Regions from separate parts of the Mus musculus genome. Here region 1 is linked to region 2. Evidence: chromatin contacts called from public HiChIP or PLAC-seq data. All regions are on one chromosome and are shown on one strand. The core of a region is the stretch at or near the end of the contact, and the rest is flanking DNA. Distances in the headings are between cores, read along the strand shown.

The links. HiChIP or PLAC-seq counts read pairs in DNA pulled down with a chosen protein or histone mark.
Region 1: an H3K4me3 HiChIP or PLAC-seq map of embryonic midbrain shows a contact between it and region 2, with 5 times the contacts expected there. The contact joins two enhancer-like sites. A contact is called at or near these places in 2 of 115 datasets of contacts at active chromatin or transcription factors (embryonic midbrain and embryonic stem cells).

What each region holds. Positions count from the first base shown.
Region 1 is chr10:9,574,381-9,580,419 of GRCm38.p6, reverse strand. It overlaps a transcript of Samd5 not described here. Among named protein-coding and RNA genes, the nearest start is that of Samd5, 98 kb to the left of the region's middle. Within about 2 kb of position 4,664, at least 8 of the 459 cell types and tissues checked have an H3K27ac peak or open chromatin away from gene starts, as enhancers often do.
Region 2 is chr10:9,114,790-9,120,663 of GRCm38.p6, reverse strand. No RefSeq gene overlaps it. Among named protein-coding and RNA genes, the nearest start is that of Gm51794, 110 kb to the right of the region's middle. Within about 2 kb of position 2,618, at least 62 of the 459 cell types and tissues checked have an H3K27ac peak or open chromatin away from gene starts, as enhancers often do.

The sequences.
Region 1 (6,039 bases), core at 3,415-5,914, 460 kb before region 2:
GGAAGACAGCTTTTAGAAGTCTAAGAAAGAAAAAAATTAAGTCAGTGACCATTAGCACATGAAGCAACCCAGAAGAACCTCAGAAACTCTACTGAGCAGCCAAAGGAACAGCAAGCATTCTTATGGTCCCATGACCGTGAAGACAGAGTATGAGTGAGACTGCTCAATGATGTTAAAAGTCCGGATGGGGGAGTATTGCCTAGGGAGGGGCCAAAGAGGACCTTATGGAATACTACATCTTTTCTATGTGTCCACTTGAGAATTGAATGCATGAGTAAGTGCATATAGCATGTATAGTAATTTATCAAACTGTGTACTTATGATTTTATACTTTAATATTTATATATATTATTTTTAAAAAGCTAAGCAGGTTGAAAATATACTTGTAAATTAGTATGCTAAAATGCAGTTAAATAAGGCAGAGCAGGCTCTGCTTCTGATTTTACAATTTATATTTCTGGATTTTAAATGCTGGTTGAGATTTAAAATTAGGTTTCACCCACACTATGGGAATACATTAGAGCCCTGATTTTTAAGATTAGATTCAACAAATGTGTGCTTTTAAATATTTATTAACTTAAAAATAGATCAATGATGAGGTTTATCCCGTGCCTTTGGTTGCCTGTTTTTCTAGGACTTGGGGGAAAGTGTTCATTTTTCCTAACATGAAAATAAAGTTGAGGAAAAAACACAGTCAGATGTGAGGTAGTTATTCAGCATTCTATCCATGACTATGAACTTGTTTATTAAAGCCTTCCAAAAATGAGGGAAGCCGTTGCATGCATATTATGCTGGTGAAACCCAAATATTGATAAATGTTTAGTCCTCCCAAATGTGCCAGAAATGTGTGTCAGTAGAATGACACGAAAACATTGGCTGTGATGCACACGCTTGGTGTAGACTGAACGAATCTGCTGTTGGATGTTTCTTGAATAGATAACAATTAGCTGTGAAGAGGCATCGCAGTGGAGCACTCAGTTTTGTCACTATTGCAGATGGGAGGGTACACTTTTAATCTTTGCTTGATGTTAAGAAAAATGCTACAAGCCTGGCCCTTGAGGGACTCGTTGAGTTTAAGCCTTGCAACCCTACAGGCTGTGTGATGCTGCACATTGGCCTTAAACTTTCTGAGCTTAGTCTTCTCAGTGGGACTACTAGTGAGTGTGGCAGTGTGAAGGCCACAAGGACAGAGTGATCAAAGCTAGGAGTATGGGTCTAGCACGTGACAGGTGCTCAGTCATGGCTCTCCTCCCTTCCTTCTTTCTAGGGCTCTCTGCTGCAAAAGCAATACCAACACACACACACATGCACACGCACACACACACGCACACACACACACACTGTTTGTTGCTCTCTGAACTGATCAATTCTGTTCATATGCTGCCATATTGTAACAGAATATACAGTGGTAGGCAGAGCAGTGGGTAACATTTGTTGTCTCTTTTTTTAAAAATTTTTTATTATTATGTATTTTCCTCAATTACATTTAGAATGCTATCCCAAAAGTCCCCCATACCCGCCCTCCCCCCCACCCCGCTTCCCTACTTACCCATTCCCATTTTTTGGCCCTGGCGTTCCCCTGTACTGGGGCATATAAAGTTTGCGTGTCCAATGGGCCTCTCTTTCCAGTGATGGCCGACTAGGCCATCTTTTGATACATATGCAGCTAGAGTCAAGAGTTCCGGGGTCTCTTTTTTACTGTTAAATAAATCCCTATTAGATAAAGCTAGTTAAAAATCACCAGAGGAATCTATGTCTTCCAGCCTGGGGGGTCTTTTTTCTTTTTTTCCTTCTCTGTTTTTGTGGATCTAGGGATGGAATCCAGAGTTTCAACTACGCTAGGCCAACACTGGAGCTTCGAGCCATGCCCCCAGCGAGTTCCCTCCTCTTAGCTTTGGTGTATCTCAGTTATGTGAGGTGGTACAGTGTAGACAGCCATTCAGCTGGGGAATCCCACTTTTTGTCTGAAAGGATGCCATCCTGCAATTAGGATGTCCACAGAGTTATCGGATACTGGGAAGAGTTATTTTCCCACAGTGTTGTCCGTCTTGACACGCTGATGGGAAGCACTCAGAAGCTTCTGAGGAAGCAGGACCTCCTCTCTGGTTCTATTTTTGGCATTGGTCGTCATGAACAGGCCCCAAAGAATTGCAAGAGTCAGCCTTGGGGGCAGCGGGGGTGGTGGGGAGGGAAACAGCTTTTCTGATTCGTTGACCATTGGAATTGGCTTGTAAAACTTATAGACTCTCCTTAGAGCATAATGATATCATTTTCATCTTCACAAACGTGGTGTACTCTCCAATCTAAGCAGCCAGCATGGCTTTATGAAACAAAGTCACCCCACCGTGCTTTAAATGGCAAGTGCAGCATCAGCCCCATGGTGGTATCTGTTCTGGAAGCTAATTAAAATTGCGCTAGCAGATGCCAGAAACAGATCCTGGGTTACATCCGGGTACGAGGTTGCTTTTTCCACATCACTTACTAAACTCCCTGTGCTGTCCTGAGTTCTAGGAGTGAGCCTAGGGCCAGTGGGAAAGAAATTTGGTTCTTACCCCTCCATACAGGACATATGTCTAGTGATGTCATAGGTCTGTCTGTGACTGGTGGGTGCCTTGTGCAATAACAATCTGTATTTGCTATAACGTACCACACTGGCTTGTTGATGTGGATTGAATGCGAAATTATTTAAAAGAAAAAGAAACCTCACTAGGTAAGTGAAGAATTTAAATTTTAATGCTGACTCTATCATTACTCCAATACTCATTTAGCCTATCAAAAAGCTAAAATTGTATCAAGTGCTTAGAATATGGGAGAACATTCTGTTCATTATGTCTATATTCACTGAATCCTCCCAGTAGCCCCAGAACCTCTATTTTATAGGTGAGTTACTGATCTAACTAAGGCTGAAGGTGAAACAATAGTGCCAACAACAACTTCCTGTACATTTATTGAGTGCTGGGAATATTCTAGGCACACAGATCTCTGACACAGCCAGCTGCTCAGACATCAGAGGATGGTAGACAGAGGGAACCAACAGGAGTTGTCAACAGGCCTTTGTTTAAACCCAAAGATGAAGACCTGGCTCAGTGCCGGGGATGTCCCATGAAGGGACATGGGTAACCCTTAAGGAGGAGTGGGAGTATCCAGGTGAGGTTCCTGGGGACTAGCAGGAGGCAAGTGGAACTCTTGGGGCCCAGGGCTTTCCCAGGTTGCTGGTTGGAGCTGTGCTGCAGGTATAGGACGTTAAAAGAGAACCAGTCATGAAGAGCAGGACTGCCAGAGTCTGTGGAGTGCAGAGGCTCAGGAAGACAGCGCCCCCTGGGTAGCCATGTTGTGAAGAGTTGTGTGGTGGTTGATTGAGATTGTTGACATGAGGGATTTAGAATCACCTACATCAACCTCCTGGAGTGTCCATGAGGATGTTCAAAGAGAGCTTTAATAAGAGGCTCACCTGGAAATGGCACCATCTCTCACGTTAGGCTGTGATGGAGTAAGATGGAATGAGGGGGAAAGTGAACTGAGACCATCGTCATCTCCATGGTTCCTGGCTGTAGATGGCAAAAAGCCACCATCCATGTCTTCCCTGCCACGATGGAAGGGAGCCAAAGTGGACAGGACCATCAACACCCGGCTCTGATGCCTATCTTATCAGCCTGAGCAGCTGCTGAGCTGAGAACCCATTTCTGATCTACCCCGTGTGACGTCACCCCCCCCCCCCAGGGCCAGTGTCACCCCGGAGCACAGTAAATAAAGAAACTGTCCACGCTGGTTCTCATGGGCATCCCACTTGCTGCTAAGCCATTGGAGCAACATGCTTGCACCTGTGCCGCTATCTCTTCAAAGAAACGTGGGTCTTTGGTTCAGTCGATTGGATTATTCATGTTTTAACATCACTTCTTATCTTTCAAGGAGAAAGTATCTCTGCGGAGGTGACGGGTATGAGTGTGCTGATATGTATCTGGAAGAAGGGTTTCTGAAGGAGAATGAGGTGGGGTTAGAGAGGGTGTTAGGGAGCAAAAAAAAATTATTAAAATTCATTATATACACGTATGACACTGTTAAAAATAAAAATAAGGTTAAATTTAAGGTTTTTAGTTTCAAATGATTCAAAGATGAGGCCTTCCTCATTTTATCTTTTTTAAAAACATAAAAGACTAACTCTATAATGTGACAATTAGAAAGATACTATGTAGGTAGAATGAATTAAGTACTTAAAGAACATTGCACGAGTAGATCTAATTTCCTAGTAGCCAAGGTACAAAGGAAAAAATGGAGTCGTTTGGTTTTCATACCCTGACAGAAATGAAACACTCATTGACCCGGAGTAACGATGAATTCTGAGTTCTGTGTTCAGATCCTGGGTGAATAGGCCATCTGTAAGACACTCCCAGGCACTGCTTACAAAAGTCTCCCACTTTCTGTCTTTAGTGTTACCAGCGGTGAAATGATCCACTTTCTGCCCTCAGTAGTTTCTAAGAGCAGTTGTCTTCAGAGTGGTTTGCAAAGCAGAACATTCTGGGAGCCAGCAGCAGAGAGATTGGGGTACTCTCTTTGCCCCACTCAGCCTCCATGGACCTATTGGCTGTATCTTCCTTTCCTGGTGTCTGGAGTGGTTGGCACAGTGAGTCAGAGGCTTAGCAAACAATGGAGTGCGCCACCTAGTGGTGATTACCCCGGTGGCCTCATTTCAAGTCCTCTCTGTTCTATAGCCCCCTCTCCCTAAGGCTGGGTCTTATACACCCTCCGTGGAATCCTGGTAAACAATAAGGTTCTGGGTTTCTAGTTCACTGGCATAATTTTCTAATTTTATGGTCAGGAGACACGTTATTACCGTTTGAATTGTTACATTTTCTACAGGAAGTTTAATGTATTGAGTCAAAATGTATTGAACATTGGTGTTTGGCCTTGGGACCCATGGAGAGCTCTTGCTGGAAAGAGCAACCACACTGTTCTTTCTCAGTACCACGGTGCTCAGCCTCTGCTTAGGGAAGCCCTGCAGATCCCTCCCCTTCCGTGAACTAACTCTGCCTATATCACCGTCACTTTTCCTCAGCCTGTGCTGATGGGGCAATGCCTTGCAAACCCTGCTCTCCTTCACTTCCACCTCACCCCCCGTCCACGGACCATGTCTCATCTGCTCAGTCTAGTGTCCATCTTATGCCTGAAGAACCCCTCAGGGCACTGGCCATGACCTCTCTCCTGAACTCTGTTGTCCAAACTGCTTCTCCACAGATGGTTTGCATTCTTGTTTCTATAAGACCTATTTACTTCGTGTACAAAGCCTGGACAGGGTTGCCTTCAAAGATTATATAGAGGGATGGATAAGAGCCAGATATAGCTAGTTATGCTTCGAGGCCACATTAGTAAATGCATGAGATAAATTATTGAGAGAGGGCCATACACCGGACGTTGGGAGACTGCATGAAGCAGACTTCTGAGCACAGATTTGTCACCAGTGTGTTGGATCTTGGAGAAGTTCATGGCTATGCCTTTGGCAGGCAGCTTGTTGCAGGGTCTTGGCTGACCTTGAACTTTATCAGGGTTGTTGTACTAAGAATATGACATCAGAGGGAACTCTGGATAGGCCTGCTGTAAGACAGTAAGAAAACTTTCTTCTAAGTGGGTGAGATGTGGCCATTGTGATTGTGTATGTGTGAAGATAGAGGGGACACACAAGAAATGAGGTGTGGCAGTTTTATGATTATAGTCCCAGCACTTAGGAGTCAGAGGCAGGAGAATTGCTACCAGTTCAAGATCAACCTTGGTTGCAGAGTAAGATTCTGTCCTAAAAACAAAACAACACAACAACAAAACCCAAAAGAAGTCGAAGATAAAAAGGAGAAAGAACAAGATAGAATAAAGATTCATATCTCTCCCTCCCTCCTCCCCAACTCTTCTCTTCCCTCCCCCACATACATGCAGAACAGTAGCAAATGAGCCTACCTGCCAGTCCCAGTCGGCACTGGGAAATGTGTGTTGGTTTGTCATCACACAGGGTCTCTGATGTCAGGCTAAGTGAGTGAGTTAGTGCAAGTGCCA
Region 2 (5,874 bases), core at 1,369-3,868:
ATGCATCTGCACTTGAACACACACATACATTCACATGTACCCAAAGAATTTCAAGGGATTTAAACCACAATAAACTATTATGAACATCTTCTGATGACCTTGGTAGTGGAAACACTGCTATCCCTGCAATTGGTGAAGGTTTTGGGTGACTCTTAGAACAGCATTTTATCCTCTGAAAATAGCTCACTTCATAAGGTTTATAACCTTCCATAAAACCGCAGAACATTTTATTCTTTTTTCATTAAGCCACCTTTGCAATCATTTTGGTCCCTTTATGGTCTCTTATTTAATCTGTTTTTTTCATAGACTAAAGGCAGAAAAAAAGAAGAAGAATCCATCAGTGGTCAAGATAGTAATTAGTGTAAGTTACAGCCTAATTGCTTGAAGCCCCATCTCCTGCCTCAATCTGCTTCCATCGGTGATTTTTATTAAACTTCTTAAACAATGACAAAAAAAGGAATCAACCAACCTGCACATTTTCCCAATGCAACAGCCGCAGACGTCTGTATTCTTTCCAACCAAAGCCTCGTGCCCATGGTGTGAAAACTCACTCACCAAACTCTAAGCAAAGCGGGAATTAATAAAACATCAAAAGTGTTTTATTTCCTATACTGGAAATTCCCATTTGCATAAGATCTACCACCAAATCACTTGGACAGGAATTTACTCACAAGGAAAGGACCTTCTGAAGGAAAACCCTATTCAAGCTCAAGCTTCAAAACAAACACGGGTTTTAGGTTTTGTTTTGTTTTGGGCAGGGGGTGGGGGGTGTTGGGGTTTTTTTTTTGTTTGGGTTTTGTTTTGGGGGGGTGTTTTGTTTTGTTTTGTTAGAAGAAAACACCAGCCCTACTTATTCCTGGAGGATTTTTTTTTTAATCTTTTAATTAATGACAGCCCTTGGGGCACTGAGCAATTGTTAATTAAAACAAGAAGGAAAGTAGAGGAAGCAGGCACAAATGCTAAGATGAACACATTTCCTTTTTCTCTGCAGGAGAATAGCATTACCAAGCCGGCATTCATAAATATGAATACTTTTGAAGGAAAGTATATGAAAATGTTAAAAGAGATTCTAACTTGGCATGGCACACACTGGCAGGTGCATAAATTAGCCGGGGCTCCTCTAGAATTATAAACCCCAGGGTGTCACCTTTTGTCTAATTGAGTGGTGGTAGGGCTCTCTCCGCCATGCCAGGATGGAGTGCTTCTGTGTCTGCACGGGCTTACTCTGTCAGGGGGTGGTGGCTGATCAAAGGTCTTCTAGGGATAGATTTCACTTTCATTCTAACTCTGGGCTGGCCTTCAAACTGGCAGAAGCCATCATTATAAGGTGTTTCTTAAACGCTTCCAGTTAGAAGCTATATCTGCTGCCCCTTCTATTCTTCAGCCTTGCCCTTTTCAATCAGAAAATTTTTACTTAAAAAACTAATTATTAGGTCTTTTGGTTCATCCCCTATGCTTACTTAGTCCAAGCAAGTAATGAGTGGTGGGATCATTTCAGTTCTCCCCTCCTGCTTTCCCCTGGACTCCTTATGAAGAAAGCTTTTGTCATTTTCCTGTACTCTGAAATCTACCGAACAAGCAGGGCTTTAGCTGCAAGAACTAAACCAAATGAGAAAAGAGGTAAAAATCTATCTAACATTTTATTTGGTAGGTAAGCCAAGCCAGAGCCCTATTTGGAGGTGTGTGTGTGTGTGTGTGTGTGTGTGTGTGGTGTCTGTGTATTTGTATATGTGTGTATGTTTTATATCTGTGTGTCTGTGCGTCTTATTATGTCTGTGTGTATGTGTTGTGTCTGTGCTATGTCTATCTTTGTGTGTGTCTATGTGTATGTGTTGTGTATTTGTATATGTGTGTATGTGTTGTGTCTGTGTGTATCTGAGTGTCTATGTGTATGTGCTGCATATGCACATGTCTGTGATGTGTGTGTTTCTGTGTATGTGCATGTTTCTGTATATGTGTGCGTGTCTATGTGTGTATATGCTATATCTGTGTCTATTTGTATGTTTGTATTCGTGTCTGTGTGTGTTTTAGAAACAAATAATGTCATTTCTAGGGTAGCTTTTCCCAATTTTTCTATGTCCTTCATTGCGCATAATTTTATTATCGTTCTAATCAAAATTTTTTTTTTCAAAACTAGAACTGCAGCTTAGGTCTGGGCTTCCCCCCTCTTCCTTGTGTATCCCAATCCCTTTGATGTTCTGGGTCAGAGGACATGGGGTTAGCTCCTGGGGATCAGTGTCATTTACTGAATTTCTCAGATGCCAACTAAGATCAGTAGCTAGGAGACAACTTTGGATTTCATTTGGCTGTTTGGAGTCAGACTTTATTCTTTGTCACAGATAAGATCTGGCTCCCCTGTTGCGCTGTCTCTAAAATAGCAAGCATTAGGTTAGGTAATCAGGAAGCTACAGTCTGTGAGGAAAAAAGAAAAAAAAATCCCTTCTCTCTTTAGCCAATACCTAGACAAGCACAGCTGCAGAGTAGAAAAATAATAATAGTAGTAATAATGTATTTTCTCTCTCCCTTGCTATAATGATGTCTGTTGGAAACTCCTCCAGCTCTCTCAAAAGCGGCTCCCTTCGCTCACGCGGGCGGAAAAGGAGGCTCAGTGCACAGCACAGGGTTGGGAGGGCGGGTGAGGGGCGGAGTCTTCCAGACTTCTTTTGTTTTCTTTTCCCTCAAACCTAACTGGGGCAGTTATTTACCTAATTACTTAAAAGGGAAAACTTAAAGAAAACCTTTGCTGTGTTTTTCAATGTGGATCTACCTAAAAATTGCTGTGCGAGTCCATTCATTAAAAAAAAAAAAAAAAAAAAAAGTGCTACTAGGGAGCTGATTGGACACATCCCGCCTTCCGCCTCCCGCCTCCCACCCCTTCCTGCTCTGATTGCAGGCCTTCCTTTCTGTGCTTTCGGGGTCCATCATTCATTAAATATGGTGCCTGTGCCTCTAATTGGATCCGTGAAAGCTGTAGTCCACAAAATGTCTGCATTTGGGGTTAATTCTAAAGTCTGAACACTTGCCATATTCACTGAGCCGTGGCTGTTTACAGGTGAGAATCTGAAGTCCCTCCCTAGCCCTTTGTGATCTGACCGCCAAGCACTCGTCCATTCTCCTCGGAAGCTTTTCTGTATTCTACCTACAACCATGTGGAAGAGCTCTTCACGCTCTCAGTATCTGTTCTCCAGATCCCCTCTGTACGTTGACCCATGTTTCTGTAGCCTCATCCTCCCATCTCACCGTGGCCCGCCTACTCATCTCTCAAACCCTGCTTTATACTGTCCACCAAGGTTGAAATGTGACAATTCTGATGTCCAGGTGTTGCCGTGTCACAGAATTAAGAGATGGGGGTCTGAGGATGGAGATGTAGCATAGTTGGCAGAGTGTTTGCCTATCATGCACCAAGTCCTGCGTTTCTGGGTTTGATCTACAGCACTGTAAAACCTAAACACGGTGGCAGGATCCAACATAGTCTTACTTGTCTGCATGGGGAGTTTGAAGCTAACCTGCACTATGTGAAAACTTTCTCCAAAAAAACGAAAAGAAAGAGGAGAGGGAGAGAGAAAGGAGGGATGGGGAGATGGAGAAGGAGAGGGGGAAGAAAATGAGAGTGGAAGGGAGGAAGGGAAGAAAGGAGAGACAGAGGGAGGGAGAGACAGTGGGAGGGGTGGAAGGAGGGAGGAAGAGATAGAAGAAAGAAGAGATGGAGGAAGGAAGGGAGAAAGGGCGTGGGCGGGGAGAGAGAGAATAACACAATTTAGGACATGCGTTTCCAAAAGAGTTTTACAAGGGAAGGTTAATCTCTCCTGTCCTGCCTTCTACCACAAACTGTGGATCCTGAACTGCGAGGATGGATTGCCGCCCTCCATGCAGCCTCCTCTGAGGTATTCAGCTGCACACAGCCAAGTGCAACCCGTCCCTTCTCTTTACATGTGTCCCCACCAGACTGCCACTCACTCTTTTCTACACCCACAGACGTGTGGAGAGTCTCTCATGAAACCGCAGTTGTGCACAGTTGTGCGTTCATTTCTCTGTGTCAGGCCAGCTAGAATGCCCACAGCCAGACAGGAAACAGTGTTGATCCTGAGATGTACAATGTAAAACAGCCTTAGCCCCAGTAGCACTGAAAGAAGAAAGAAAACGTTGGACTAAAGTAAATAAACAAATAAAAGTTTTTCATTTAATGAAGGAATTTTGCAAAGCTATTCAGCATGTCTTCACAAGTTCAAAGACAGATTTAAACTATGGCAAGACATATTCCAGTTGTCTGAAAAAAAATGTATCTTCAAATACAACATAGAATATTAAGGAAGTCACGTGGGCAGTGTTGACAATGAGACGAGTACACACATATCTGTCTGTGAGCTTGGGAAGAGCTTTCCATCCTCCAGCATTTCCATATATTGTGAGCATGTCAACTGATTGTTAAATGTGTCCCCATTTCTGATAATCTTTAGGATAATCTCCGAGAAGTGAATGGACAGATCAGAAGTGGTGAATATGTTGATCTTCCCAAATGTGTATTGCTGAATTGATTTTCCAAAAACCCATGTCAATATTGCCTCTTCTAATCAATTACAAAAAAGTGCTGTTATGTTTTTCAGTGTCTGGATTTAAGGTGTTTTTCTGCTTCTTAGCCACTCCTAAGTCTTAGCTATGAAATGACTGGTGGTTTTGGTTTTGGCTTTAACTGATCCTCTTCTGAAATCCTAGCGTTTCTCTTCTAAGAAAACCAATAAACCTTGGTTTCTTCTCTGGCACATTCCTTTTGACTATTACTGGATTTTTAATGTTCTTAACAAATGGAGATATGCCAGCATTTTAAATTCACACCCCACAGCACTTCAGTGTGTACATATACGGTGTTACGTTCATCTGTAATGTTACTGCCCTGCCCTATAGCCTCTTACCCATTGGATAGGAAGGCAGGGAGAGTCTTTAGGCCTTGTTTTGCATTAATTTAGTTAATTGGGTTAGCCAGTCCTTTTAAGTAACGCTTGGCATTTTGATATAAGACTTTAGTCTCTCTTGTTCCCAAACTCTACTTTGGCACCATTCCCGTTGGAGCTGTATAGGTCAAAGAGACAAGAAGTGTCGTGGCCATATGGGAAGAGCGATGTGAATCCCTATAACCACTGGGCTCTCTCACAAACTCCCCACTAGTCAAGTGTGCTGTAACTACTCTCTGTCTTACTCTCCATGGAATGAGGTTTCCAACTTCTTCCAGCTTTGGCTGAGAGATCACCACACACACACACACACACACACACACACAAACACACACACACACGCACACACACACCCCCACACACACATACACTGGGGAAGTGGTGAAATATTAGCCTGTGTGGCCTTGTCCTTCTAAGCTTTTAGAACTAGAATTTGCTGAGACGCTTTCTTCCTGCTATCTCAGGGGCAACTACCTGAAATATACTTCTGCTTCTCACACCTGCTTGAGTCTTCCTGACACATCTCTAGCTTTGTATCTTGAACTTGCAGGCAAGTCATCTTATCTAAAGATAGTCACTTTAATAAATGGTGATGCTTTTCCTCCATAGTCCGGGAAGCCACAGGCCTCATGGGTTCCAACCACCAGATGTCAATTGTGACTGAGCATATGACTTGGGCGTTAAAGTGTCTCTCTCCTGATACTTGTAGACTTGTAGGATTTTGGGTTGGTTGGTTGTTTTTGTTTGTTTGTTTGTTTGTTTGTTTTGATTTGTTTTTCTGAATTAGGGTCTCACAATGTAGCCCAGGCTGGCCACAGATTTATAGTAACCCTCCTGCCTTAGGCTCTAAGTGCTGGGATTACAGCTATATACCCCCTTTTTTCAGACTTGCTGCAGTGATCGGTCAGGTGGTTATAGCTTGAGG